Linked DNA regions of Ovis canadensis: region 2 is linked to region 1. The links are chromatin contacts, called in public Hi-C maps. All regions are on one chromosome and are shown on one strand. The core of a region is the stretch at or near the end of the contact, and the rest is flanking DNA. Distances in the headings are between cores, read along the strand shown.

Region 1 (2,700 bases), core at 140-2,639:
TTTTGAATATGCTCTTTAGGTTGGTCATAACTTTCCTTCCAAGGAGTAAGCATCTTTTAATTTCATGGCTGCAATCACCATCTGCAGTGATTTTGGAGCCCCCCCAAATAAAGTCTCACACTGTTTCCACTGTTTCCCCATCTATTTCCCACTTCAGTCGTGTCCAATTTTGCGACCCTATGGAATGTAGCCTGCCAGGCTCCTTTGTCCACGGGATTCCCCAGGCAAAAATAGTGCAGTGGGTTGTATATATTTTACTTATATGTAATTTCACATAAGTAACTTTTATGTAAAATAAAACAAGATGTAAAGGTGATGTGGGTTCTATTAAAGGAATTTACAACATGAAAGAAGAAAGATAAGTCTAATGTATAGAGAAAGATATTTAGGTAAATAAGTCCAGTCTACCTGGAATCCTCCAGCTTGGCCTGGGGCTCATTTCTCTTATACTCCTGGAACCACTACTGCCTGTCCTCCAGGGCTAAGAACTTGGACTTGTGAGGACTGAATCTCCTAGAGGGCAGCCCCGGGTGAGCAGGAGCTGTGAATGGAGCAGAAAGAGTATCTTTCAACACCCACAGAGCCGTGAGAGTTGAGAGCGTGGGCGGGAGAAGAGCAGCTGGAAAAGCAAAGCCAGGAAGATGGGCCAGTATACAAAACGTATCTTTCTCTTTCTGACTTATATGGAATCTAGAAAGATGGTACTGATGAAATTATCTGCAGGGCAGTAACGGAGACACAGACATAGAGAACAGAATTATGGACATGGGTAGCGGGGAGGAAGGAGAGGGTGAAATGCATGGAAAGGGAGTAACAGGGAAACTTACATTACCATATGTAAAATAGATAGCCAATGGGAATTTGCTCTGTGACTCAGGGAACTCAAACATGGCCTTTGTGACAATCTGAAAGTCTGACAATCTGATGGGGTGAGATGGGGCGGGAGATGGGAGGGAGTTTTAAAAGGGAGGGGATATATGTATACCTATGGTTGTTGATCTTGTTGCTGTTTGGCAGAAGCCAACAAAATTCTGTAAAGCAATTATCTTAAATTAATAAAATAAAAAGATGGGCCAGGAGAGAAGGGCCTCACCAGGCACATCTGTCTGGGCTGCGCTGAGGGAGGATGAGGTGGGGGGGTGTCTTATTGGATGACAGATACAAGGATGTTCCCGCTAGTGACCTCCCTCTTCCTCAAGAAGTTCGGACAGTTAGACTGCCTGCCAGTTAAAGTGGATACCAATCTGCCAGCATGGCAAGGGGGTCGGGGGGAGGGCTTGAGACTCAGCTGACAGAGGAGGAGGCGGCACCAGGAGCGGTGCCTGGAGAGGGGCAGCAAGACCACGGCATGGGCGGAGGAAAACCCCCTTGTCCTTGGGTGGTGGCCACGATAAAGGGGAGCTGAGTCACAGGCTAGGCATGGAATCACGGGGATGGGTTTACACATCAACCTCTCTCACTTCCTTTCCAGTCATTTGGCTGTTTTCAAATTCTCCACCCTTTGCCAGATCCTTGCCTCCCTCATCAAGTCTGGTTTGTGTGCCTTGTGTATGCTGTGTCTTTGGGTGTATTCATGCACAGTTGGCTCTAGGAAAGAATATTAGCTAAAAACAGAGGAAACGGTGACTATTTTGACCTATAAAAATAGCTTTTTCATATGGCCCAACACAGAAGGTAAACTAAAGAAAAACCTGGGTAGAACCGTCCTGAAGGAATGCACGGACTGAAGTTCCCAGCTCTGCAGCTGTGCCCCTCCTCTTAGTCAGAGGCCCTTTTCTGAGCCAGCTGCACTGCTGAACTCAGGGCCACAGGGTACACATCCATGTAGCAGTTGGCTGAGCTCCAGATGAAATTTGGGCAAAAGCATACCTAGGATTGGGTGAACACCTCTCTTGAGGTTTGCTTAGCCGTCCACAAAACCACCTTGTTGCACCTTCAGCATTTCTCTACATACCCCTCACCCCAGGGGCCACTTTCAGGCAACAAGAATGACATAGGAGCTCAGGAAACACTTTCAGTAACGCATTGTAGACATAGGAGCTCAGGAAACACTTTCAGTAACGCATTGTACGATTTTGTGAGGAACCGGAATAACTTTCAGGACTCCATAGGAAGCCTGAAGGTTGGCCTCAGGTTTTCTCTTGCCTTTCCTGCCTGCTCTTCTATCACCCCTAAGGCCAATGCTCACGGTGTCTTAAATTGTCACTCCCAAGGTGAGGGCACCGTCCATCATGGAACCCCATAGATGGGTGCCAAGAACCAGCTACATAATTTCGGGAACCTAGAACAAAATGAAAACGTGAGCCGCTTGTTCAAAAATGATTAAAGTTTTCAAGACAGCCACGGTGGGGGCTTCTGCATGTGGGGCCGGTGCGTCTGCACAGGCTGTGTGCCCATGAAGCCAGTCCTGGTTGGTGCAGGTGCAGAGGTCAAGGCCAGGACGGGCACAGATGGGTGTCTTCTCAGGTGACCATGCAGTTGCCCTCGCCTGCCAGCCCCTAACTGCCCACCCCCCCCCCCGCCACTTTCCACAGGAGCCCACAGATGGGGGGAAGTGTGGCAAGGGACTGGGGGATGAATTTAACTGTGGGTCAAGCGGGGTTAAGTCAAGAAAGGAAACTTTGGGAAATAGTCTTTCTAGAGCCTAATGGTTCATTTTATGATGGTGAATAACATCTACAAATAACACAAAGAGCTGGA
Region 2 (2,700 bases), core at 22-2,521, 160 kb before region 1:
AGTGCCCCTGCTGCCCTGCCCTTTCTTACAGCTGAGGTGTTGGCCAATGAGAGTTTGGTTTCTGCTTTCCCATCTTTCCTGGCAACATTCACAACCCTCTCTGACGGTGAGCAATGCAAGTTCCAGGCATGCTTTCTTTCATTACTGGCTGCTCAGATGTCACTTTAACCACAGGGTGAGTGCCTAACCGGTAATGGGCTGATAAACATGCAAATTTCCATATGCAAGCAACGTGAGGGCACAGCTTCTTTCCCACTAGGAAGGATACCTGCAACAAGCTGAGAAAGTAGGGTGTGAGCCCACGCCTTCCTGGCAGTGTCCACCATTCCATTGACCAGGTATCTGGGGAAACAAGCTGCCTGTCCCCTCACGAAGGAGTGAGTAAACAGCTCCTCTTCTTCAAGACCCTGGAGGGTGACTTAAACATGTATAGCCCAGTCCTGGTTCTGGGTACAAGCCCTTTTTTGCTAACCTGTTTCAGTGGTGTTTTGAGGTTAGTGCAGTTTGTGTGTGTGTTGTGTTTCTACACCATCGTGGAAACCCTCAGCCCAGTGGCTTTCCACTTTCTTGGGGCCTCGGCTCCCAGGGATCCTTCCTCTGAGGCAGTGGTGCTTTTTCCAGTAGAGGCCAAGGTACAGACCTACAGACTCAGGCCCATTTTCTCACAGCTTTCGACTTAGGGCCACATTTTCTTTCCCCAAGCCCTCAGTGGAGCAGTGGGAGGTGACTCGGCAGGGGCGAGGCCATTCATCTTGGTCTCTGGCCCTGATGGTGCCAGCTGGGCCAGCTGGGAGGAGACCGCGCACGAGGGTGGGAAATTCCCACAGAGGCACCCATCAGAGGCAGGTCAAGACGGGCTCCCTGGGGACAGGATGGGAAGCCAGGAGAGGAAGCCACCCTGGAGTTAGGATTTTGTGAAGGCCTGGGGAGCCATTCCTTTTTTTCTGATTTGACTGGCAGCACATAACAAAAACCAATAAGCGCTTTGGAGTCCTAATCAGTTTCCGGAAGCAGGCAGCTTCCCGGGGAAGATAAAGGAGGGGATTCTAAGATCCAAAGGGCGGGCTGGGTTCAGGCCCAGAGAACCCGGGAGGAGGCGGGGAGGACGGGCAGGGGGCCCGGAATAGAGGGCAGAGCCGCGGGTCCCGCCTCTGGCCGCCGGCACCGCCAGGGGACGCCCTCTCAGGCTGTGGTCCAGGGTCCAGCAGGCAGGGCCTGGGGGCGGGGCCGGGGCTGGCGGGGCGGGGCCCGGGCCGTGCTCCCGCCCAACCCGAGGAATGCGGCCCTTGGCTTGTCCCGCGTCCGCATTCCGGTCTGCTTAGGAATGTGAACAGGGTGTACACTGCGCGCCCTGAACGCAGAAGTTCGGTCCCCTCCCGTTGGAGAACGCCTGGCAGCGGCTCCGCGGGAGGGCCCCCTCTCTGCCACCCCCCAGAACCTGTAGCACGTCCGGCTGGAGGATAGGGTACTGACGGCTGCCAGACCATCGGGGACTCAACACCAGTCCCAGGGTAGCGTGCTTCGAGAGCAGATGTGGTTTAGAAAAGAAGGGAAACCCGATGTAGTCCACTGTGGCATGGAGAAGTCAGGGGAAGGGGTGGAAGGGACGATGGAATCCACCAGCCTCAAGGGACAGAGTTCAGACCCTAGATTTGCCAACTTTAGGGCATACTGTGGCTGGTAAGGCTTGAAGAGGGGAAGGGAAAAGCAGAAGATCCAGTTTGGGATCAGGTGCTCTTTGACAAGCCAGGAAGGGACTAAATATCCAAGAGTCAAGGCTATTTTTCCAGTGGTCATGTTGGACTATAAAGGAAGAGGTGGACTATGAAGAAAGCTGAGCACCGAAGAATTGATGCTTTTGAACTGTGGTGTTGGAGAAGACTCTTGAGAATCCCTTGGACGCAAGGAAATCCATCCAGTCCATCCTAAAGGAGATCAGTCCTGGGTGTTCATTGGAAAGACTGATGTTGAAGCTGAAACTCCAATACTTTGGCCACCTGATGCGAAGAGCTGACTCATTGGAAAAGACCCTGATGCTGGGAAAGATTGAGGGCAGGAGGAGAAGGGGACCACAGAGGATGAGATGTTTGGATGGCATTACCAGCTCGATGGACATGGGTTTGGGTGAACTCTGGGAGTTGGTGATGGGCAGGGAGGCCTGGCATGCTGTGGTTCATGGAGTCGCAGAGTCGAACACGACTGAGCGACTGAACTGAACTGACGTATTTAATTCATTCACCAAATATTTACTGAGCTGTGACAGTCCCTGAGCTAAATTCTGGGGGCACAGAGGTGAACAAGGCACCTCCTGTCCTTTAGGAGCTGACATTCAGATTCTAGAGACAGTTGCTGAAACACCCAGAGAGGGACAAAGCCAAGGGTGTTGGGAAACATAAAAGAATAACCCAGATTGGGAGATCTTGGAAGGCTTCCAGGAGGAAGCTGCCAAGTGACCTGAGAGGCCAATAGGAGTTAGCCCAAAAGATGGGTGAAAGAGGGAGCCTTGTGTTCAGAGGGTTTAAGGAAGAGCATGCCTACTTAGTTGCTTCAGTCACGTCTGACTCTTTGTGACCCCATGGACCACAGCCCACCTGACTCCTCTGTCCATGGGATTCTCCCAGCAAAAATACTGGAGTGGATTACCATGTCCTCCAGGGAATCTTCCAGATCCAGGCATCAAACCTGCATCTCTTGCATTGC

The links. A called contact is a pair of places that touch in the nucleus more often than the background predicts.
Region 2: a Hi-C map of fibroblasts shows a contact between it and region 1, with 10 times the contacts expected there. The contact joins two enhancer-like sites. A contact is called at or near these places in 2 of 2 Hi-C or Micro-C datasets (fibroblasts and lung).

What each region holds. Positions count from the first base shown.
Region 1 is chr1:257,984,915-257,987,614 of ARS-UI_OviCan_v2, reverse strand. No RefSeq gene overlaps it. Among named protein-coding and RNA genes, the nearest start is that of CEP63, 12 kb to the right of the region's middle. Within about 2 kb of position 1,389, the one cell type or tissue checked has open chromatin away from gene starts, as enhancers often do. A contact at or near this core is called in fibroblasts, where this site is marked.
Region 2 is chr1:258,140,437-258,143,136 of ARS-UI_OviCan_v2, reverse strand. No RefSeq gene overlaps it. Among named protein-coding and RNA genes, the nearest start is that of AMOTL2, 60 kb to the right of the region's middle. Within about 2 kb of position 1,271, the one cell type or tissue checked has open chromatin away from gene starts, as enhancers often do. A contact at or near this core is called in fibroblasts, where this site is marked.